2 separate regions of the Mus musculus genome follow, and region 2 is linked to region 1. The links are chromatin contacts, called in public HiChIP or PLAC-seq maps. All regions are on one chromosome and are shown on one strand. Each heading gives the region's core, a stretch centred on a gene start, on an enhancer-like site or on the middle of the called end of the contact. The rest is flanking DNA. Distances are from core to core; before and after follow the strand shown.

Evidence for each region. HiChIP or PLAC-seq counts read pairs in DNA pulled down with a chosen protein or histone mark.
Region 2: an H3K27ac HiChIP or PLAC-seq map of epiblast stem cells shows a contact between it and region 1. The contact joins two enhancer-like sites. A contact is called at or near these places in 1 of 15 datasets of contacts at CTCF or cohesin (the NIH/3T3 cell line), 6 of 484 Hi-C or Micro-C datasets (embryonic stem cells and nephron progenitors), 11 of 115 datasets of contacts at active chromatin or transcription factors (embryonic stem cells, epiblast stem cells and pancreatic cancer cells) and 1 of 9 other capture datasets (embryonic stem cells).

The regions. Positions count from the first base shown.
Region 1 is chr1:88,455,076-88,459,105 of GRCm38.p6, forward strand. The region is part of intron 1 of Gm29538 (predicted gene 29538); the gene reads right to left. Among named protein-coding and RNA genes, the nearest start is that of Gm28888, 3.1 kb to the right of the region's middle. Within about 2 kb of position 1,821, at least 25 of the 459 cell types and tissues checked have an H3K27ac peak or open chromatin away from gene starts, as enhancers often do. A contact at or near this core is called in epiblast stem cells, where this site is marked.
Region 2 is chr1:88,606,753-88,610,782 of GRCm38.p6, forward strand. No RefSeq gene overlaps it. Among named protein-coding and RNA genes, the nearest start is that of Gm41912, 39 kb to the left of the region's middle. Within about 2 kb of position 1,704, at least 17 of the 459 cell types and tissues checked have an H3K27ac peak or open chromatin away from gene starts, as enhancers often do. A contact at or near this core is called in epiblast stem cells, where this site is marked.

The sequences.
Region 1 (4,030 bases), core at 571-3,070:
TCCCTGTGCTCCAGGGAGTGACAGTCAGCAGCCAGAGGTCTGTGGCTCCCAGTGGTCAGAGGTCTGTGGCTCCCAGCGGCTTGCTGGGAGAGTACTGGGCTCAAACCTATCACCTAACTCCTTCAGGAGAACTGTCTGCCTTTTGCCAGCTTCTTAGTTTGTTTTTCCCAGAGTGGGAGAGAGGAAGAAAGAAGGGGGAGGAGGGGGGAGGACAGAGGGAGGGGAGAGGGAGGGAGGGGAGGGGGAGGGGAGGGGGAGGGGAGAGGGAGGGAGCAAACTCAACTAACTGGCAGGTGGGAATTGTAAAGAATCGAAATTATTTAATTTTGGTTTTGCACCTTTAGATGACACAGTGTGTTTGTCTGAGCTCCCTCACACAGTTTAGGAATTTTATCTTCAAGCTGACCTCAGACTCATGCTATGTACATCTGATTATCTTTATAGATTTTATTTAAAATGTGTGTGTGTGTGTGTGTGTGTGTGTGTGTGTGTTACTGGGGGTTGAACCCAGGGCTCTGTGCATGCCAGGCCAGACCTCCACCACAGACCACTGTCTCCAGTGTCGTTTTTATGGATTTTTTTTTTTAAGTGAGAAATGAGATGAAGGCATTTAAAATGCAGCCAGCCCACCTTTGTTTGAACTGGGAGCTTGCAATGTGTTTCCTTTGAACAACAGGCCATTTTCAAGTTTGTGAAAGTGGTGATGCTCCTCTGCTGGGTCTGGGGAGGCAGTGGTCCTGTCAGGGCTTGCCCATTCTTAAAGAAGACACAGAGTACAGCTGTATCTCTGCTATGTACCGGCTTCACCCAGAGTGACCTTCCCTGTCTGCACATAGGACCTGGGGACGGTATTCCTGTCTGATCCAGCCTAGTGCCAGGAGCAGCTGGGGGCCACTCCTCCAGTCCAGAGCTGGTGCAGTGATCCAGCTAGCCAGTCACACATTTTCCTGCTGCCCTGCCTTCCTTATCCATGGAAGTCAGAATGCAGGCTTCGGCCAAGCTTTCCCCTTATCCCATTCTCCTAGGGTAGCTTCTCCATGTGAGTCTGCCTCAAGACACTCCCTCTTGCCTCTAGATATCTGTGAGCTCTGAAACACTGGTTTTCCCCAAGCCTCCACTGTCTTCCCCTTGGCCTCAACTAACAATCTCACAATAGAACATGCAACACCAATCCAAAAAAAAAAAGCCATGGGCCGTTTCCTACCACTAAAATCCAGGGCCAGAATAATTATGCTATAAAACAGTAGCACAATCATTGGAGATGGGAGATAGATGATTTTATTAACAAATTAGAGAGCCAAAGTGTGGTTGCAGCTTGTTCTGAGCTGAATGCTGGTGTCCACGCCGGCTGGAAATGGTGTGTGTGGGGAGCCTTGTAAGGAATCCCAGAATGAACTCGGCTGCAGTTAATTACAGGTTATTCTCAGCAGACTCATTGTGCCATGCTAGACAATAGTTTTCTAATTCCTTTTCCTACAGGTATAATAATAGCCCTTGGGTTTCTGGAATATATTTAAGTATACATACATGTTCATTAGCCCGCGATTCACAGATCTAACCCAGTGTTCGGTGTCACCCCGTGCTAATTTTCCCTTGAGAATAACAAACTTAATAGGCTTGGTAGACTAAAAGCTACATAGCCGTCGCCTTACGCTTTCGAAGGATGGGTAGACAGGGTTTCACAGAACTGTAATCTAGGGGTGGATAGAGGAAGACCCTGCCCCCTAGTTGTCTCTCCTTCATCCTGCTCTGTACTGACCTAGTGCCTGTAATGGCTGAGGTTTCTATTTTACTGCTTCCTGCCAGCAGAGGGCGCTCCCTAAGAGCATGCCATACCTCCTTAACCACAATGGAACCCTCTCCAGAGGCCTTAAGAAGCTGGCTGTTATGCTGAAAGGAGTCTGATATGGCTGTCTCCTGAGAGGCCCTGCCAGAGCCGTACAAATACAGAGCCAGATGCTCGCAGCCAACCACTGGACTGAGCGCGGGGTCCCCAATAGAGGAGTTAGAGAAAGGACCGAAAAAAAAAAAAAAAAAAAAGAGAAAGGACCGAAGGAGTTGGAAGAGGTTTGCAACCCCACCGGAAGAACAACAATATCAACCAACCAGTCCCCTAAGAGCTCCCAGGGACTAAGCCATCAACAAAGGCATACACATGGCTCCAGCTGCATACGTTGCAGAGGATGGCCTTGTCATCAATAGGAGGAGAGGTCCTTGGTCCTATGAAGGCTCAATAGATGACCCAGTGTAGGGGAACCGAGGGTGGGGAGGTGGGAGTGGGTGGGTGGAGTAACACCCTCATAGAAGCAGGGGGAGGGAGGATGGGATAGGGGGTTTCCACGGGGTGGGGGGTGGGGGTGGAATGGGGAAAGGGAATAACATTTAAAATGTAAATAAAGAAAATATCCAATGAAAAAAAATGAAAAAAGAAGAAGGAGGAGGAGGAGGAAGAAGAAGAGAAGAAGAAGAAGGAAAAGGAGGAGCAGGAGCAGGAGCAGGAGCAGGAGCAGCAGCAGCAGCAGCAGCTGGCTGTTGCTTCCAGGCCAGCAGGAGAATCACTTCTTCCCAGTTCACTATGACAGTCTTACGTAATATCAGCTAATCAAGAAAGCCGCTTTCCATATTCATTACCCAGTTACATTCCTTTGGTTGGAATCCCATCTCAAGTCTAGGTCCCCGAAAGTTACTCCATTATGTGGGCCTGAATTTCTGACTCAAACTCCGCTTCCATAAAGTCCTGCCTGAGACACCTGCTTCCTTTCTCATTGGACTTATCTATTTTGTGTGTATGTGTATTTGCCTGCATGTATGCCTGTGTACCCCATGTGTGTAGTAATCACAGACTGGATTCTTTTGGAACTGGGATTTCAGATTGTCATGTGTTGTCATATGGGTGCTGGGAACTGAACCCAGGTCCTGTGGAAAAGCAGCTAGTGCACTTAGCCACTGAGCCAGCCCCCAACCTGCTTCCTTTCTAAAGAGCCTTAGTCATACAGTGGTTACTTGCTGAGGCTTAGTACCAGGGAAGCCCAAGTTTCTTTCCCTGCCCCTTCCACTAACTCCTGGTGTGTACTTGTTACTTAAGCTCTCTGGCTTCAGTTTCTCTACTAATGAAGCACATACAGAATAAGAACTGGTAGATTAAGAAGAAAGAGGGTATCTAAATGTGGGTATCATATATGCCTGAGAAAGGGAACTTGTGTTTATTTTATCCAAAGGAAAGGGTAGGGTCTAGATACACAAGCTGTGTTTATGAACAGTTTGAAATCACACCTGTGCCTTCACCTACATCTGAAGCAATTATACAAGCTCTTCAAGCAATGGCTTTGATTTGTCTTTGGTAGCTGTGGGCACCAACCAGAGTGATGTCTCTCTGTGGCCATGTTCCAAGGCCATGGACCCACGTGGCAATGCTGTCTGGAATTACTGGGCAGCTAAAGCCAAGGGTCAGGTCCCACTGTATTTGGAAGTAGGGGATCGGAGCCCTGTCTCTTCGTTCTTCAGCAACTTGTTAGATCAGATGTTCTCAGCTTCTACTTCCAAGGCCCCTCGGAGCCCTGAGCAGCTGCATAGCTTAGGTCAGGTGACCTGCTTTAGAATTTGCCTGAGTATGGAGAGGACAGCAAGTCGGCTCACAGGGAGCAGTGATATAAATCTTTCATCCATGTTCCATTATGAATGACCTTATAATTTGGGGTAAAGAATTTGAACGTTACTCTAGGCAGCGAGGAGCCATTAAAATATTTTAAGTGTGGAAATGACATGATCAGATTTGCATATCAAAAATCCCTGGCTCTGGGATTGTGGGAAGGGGAGGCTGTGGGAAAGAGCAGTCATAAGGTTGATGCAGTAATCTGGGAGAAAGATGTCAGGACTGTGGCTTAGAGCAGTGACCGTGGGAATGGACAGAGGCCTGGTGTTACTTGCGTCTCTCATCGCTGTGACCAAATACGTTACAGAACCACTTAAGGGAGGAAGGATTCAGTTTGGCTCATGGTTTCTGACTAGCTTCAGTCCATCATGATAGGGA
Region 2 (4,030 bases), core at 454-2,953, 150 kb after region 1:
GCCCTAGGCCAGATGGACTGTAGCCTCCAGCATCTGTCCTTCTGTCTTTTCTGCCTTCATACCTATGCCCAGGGCTTTCCTTATCAACCTGTGATAACTTTATGCCTTATGTGAAGGAAATCCCAGGAGCTTGTCACAATACCCTGACTTCAGACAGAGACTGTGCAGGTATGTTAGTGAGGAAATTGCTCTTTCTTCAGAGTTGCATGGAAGGATCTATCTGCTGAGCAAGGGAATGTGATGGACCCCAGAAGCAGTTCCTCTACCACATGCTCAGTCATAATTACAGCCTAACAAGCCAGGTGAAGCCAGGGGGTCACATGCCCACGACATGCCGGACAGAAGGAAATCATGGGGACAGCCCAAACTGGTCAAGGCCACCCACCTATTCCCAGTTATACAGACTAGCAACTCAGTCACTCAGGAAATTCTGAACTGGAACTGGCTAACTCAGAAAAGAGGTGTGTGTGTGTGTGTGTGTGTGTGTGTGTGTGTGTGTGTGTGGTGTGTGAAATAACAACAAAAGAAGGCCCTGAATGCCCACCTCCGTGATGAACAGTGGAGTAGAGTATTGACACTCTCATGAGGTTCCCCGGAATACAGAACTATCCAATAAAGTTGTTTTTCATTTGGCCAGATATAATATCTCATAGCTGTAAGTCCAGCCTTGAAGGGATTGAGGCAGGACTGCTGTGAGTTCAAGACCAGCTTGGGACACATTGTAGGGCCCAACTTTGAGACAGAACATTCCTTTACTGTGGTTTATAAATACACGTGTTCTTATTTTAGCTTTCCGCTATTGTCAAGACTCCAGGAACAACCAACTTATAAGGAGAAAGGGTCAGTTAGGCTCAACATTTCTGGAGACTTCAATGGTTGACCAGTATATGTTTGGGGGCCTGTAGTATGTCAAAACCACATTGTTGAGAGTATGTGGCTAACTCCATGTGTCCTGAAAGCAAAAGAGAAAGAAAGGAAGGGACCAGGGACCTGCTGTCTCTTTTGAGGTCATAACCCCAATGGTCTAAAAAGAAAAAACCTCTCATTCTGCCATCTCCTAAACACAGACTGGGACCAAGCCTTCATTTAACACATGGGGCTTGGAGAACATTTATCCAAACCATACCAATTCCTCAACCAACATGTGAGCTTAAGAAAACTATGCAATAGGCACAGACCAAGTTATTGTTGTTGTTTTTCCTTTTAAAAAAAAAAGTCCTGTCACATGTCATTCCCAGCAGAATAAGCAGAGCCCTCTTGGGGGTGGGATGGGGGTGTTGGTGCAGGTGTTGGTTGTCCCCAACATTGTCCCTCATCTCAAAGCCATGCAGGGCCATGCTATTTCTACCTGCTCTTTCTACCCAGTGGCTGCAAAATGAGTTCCCTTCACTCTCCCCGGACCCAACTAACATAGTTGGATGGTTCACAGGCCTCAGAGATTCCCTTGCTTCTGAATTCAGAGACTCCTGGGGTGCACAGAGCCAGTTCGAAGGCTCTCAGAACCCCCTGTCCTCGAGCCCTTTCCTGGAGACTTCAATGCACAGCCATTGTCTCTACTGAGCTGGGTGCGGATCCCAGCAAAGCCAGTTGGTTCAGATTCTTCTCAGTCTCTGGGTGGCATTCTTCCACCGGGGTGTGGGGCAGGACCCTCTGGAATGAGGAGGTTCTGTTGACATAATTTATGCTGAGAGAAATTCCTTAAGCTCAGCTCCAAGATGTGTGGGGGTGGGGAGTACGTAAGGAGGTAGTGATAGCAGCCAGATGGGAGGTGTAGAGAGGTCGGGAATGGAGAGTTTCTATGACCTACTGTAGTAATGAATATTTAAAAAAATCCCGGAGTGGGGGTTTCTTCCTGCCTTAGACCACTTATGTTTTCGGATGAAAGACATACGCATAGCCTTTACCTTTTAAAATATGTCTTAAGCAGCACAATAGCTGGGCACCTACCTGCCCTCCATGTTGTTAGAATCTACTTTCTATCCGTAACCCCATTATCTCTTGCTATGTTTCATCTGGGCTGCTCTTCGCTCTAATTGGGCAGCCCTGTGGGCCATGTTCTCTTGTCCCTCGGCCCATGGCTGCTCTCCTTTCTCCTCTCCCCTACATTCTTCTTCTATCCCATAGTGGCGTCTTTTTCTTCTCACGGTTCTCCCTCGGACCCAAGCCTGAAAATTCAACCCTGCCTATCTCTCTTCTGCCCAGCTACTGGCTGCCAGTGTCTTTATCCACCAATCAAAATTAACTTGAGGCAGTATCACAGAGGCTAAGTGCAAACTCCAGCGTTTGCCCCACCCCCACCCCTGAGCTTAGCATTACAATACACAGTAAAAGACAAAACCTTAACAACCTACCTAGGGAAAGAGATGTTCTAGTCGTACTACCTGCCCCGAAAAGTCCAAATGCTTATTTTACATCACAGTCTGTTTCCTGTTAGAATAGCATAGACTGCGGAATTTATAAAGAAGACCCGTTTATTTTTTCCCATTTTTTATTAGTATTTTCTTCATTTACATTTCAAATGCTATCCCAAAAGTCCCCCCATACCCTGCCCACCCACTCCCACTTCTTGGCCCTGGCATTCCACTGTACTGGGGCATATAAATTTTGCAAGACCAAGGGGCCTCTCTTCCCAGTGATGGCTGTCTAGGCCATCTTCTGCTACGTATGCAGCTAGAGACAAGAGCTCTGGGAGTAATGGTTAGTTCATAATGTTGTTCCACCTATAGGGTTGCAGACCCCTTTAGCTCCTTGGGTACTTTCTCTAGCTCCTCCATTGAAATACCCAAGATACAATTTGCAAAACACATGAAACGTAAGAAGAACGAAGACCAAAGTGTGGACACTTTGCCCCTTCTTAGAATTGAGAACAACACACCCATGGAAGGAGTTACAGAGACAAAGTTTGGAGCTGAGACCAAAGGATGGACCGGCTAGAGACTGCCGCACCTTGGGGACCCATCCCATAATCAGCCTCCAAACGCAGACAGCATTGCATACGCCAGCAAGATTTTGCTGAAAGGACCCTGATATAGCTGTCTCTTGTGAGGCTATGCTGGGGCCTGGCAAACACAGAAGTGGATGCTCACAGGCAGCTATTGGATGGACCCATTTATTTTTTACTGTTCTGAAGGCTAGGTCATGTTGCAATTCAGCACCCAGTGAGCCCTCAACTCCCAACACCCACCCCCTTCCCCTGCTGACTACAGGGGAGGAAGGGCAGCCAGCAAATGCAAAGAACAGCTCAGAAGCCCTTGCTCTGAGCTATTGTTCTTCTGACAGGGTATCCGTTTACCTACTTCTTTAGGCTGTTACAACAGCAGCTAAATTCCAACAGAGCAGTTGGAAATCTTCATCTATAGCAAAAACAACAAACAAACAACAACAAAAACCATCAACCAAAGGCTGAGCATTGCCAGGACAATGCCACCAACCACCTGAGGGACACAAAAATTCTGATTTTGAAAGTCTACCTTGTGATCTGACTACTAGTAGGGCTCTCTAGGAGATTAGCAATGAGTGTCCTGATGAAAAATTAAAAATGAAAAGTCAGGATTCCTGATTAAGATTTTAGGAGGAGGAGGAGCCGAAGGGTGTGGCTTAGTTGATTGAGAGCTTGCCTACCACACAGGAGGTCCTGGGTTCTGTTCCCAGCACCATCGAAACCTGGGTGTGGTGGTACTCACATGCAAGCCCATCACTCTAGATGTGGAAGCAGGAGGATCAGAAAGCCAAGATCCCCCGATGGAGTTTGAGAGCAGCCTGGGATGCATGGAACACTGTCTGAAAACAAATTAACCCCAGGAAGGTAACAACAAAACATCCTACCAAACACAGGCTCTTCTGTACATAGGGAACATGAGACTGTGCTAGACACATGTCTGTGGAGCCAGCTACAAGACAACCATAAGAAGGGCACACACACACACACACACACACACACACACATATCTTGAGAATAAAACCCAAGTATAAACCCAAATTGTGTTTGTATCCTGTAGGCTTCCCATGTACATAGCTCCTTTATATAATA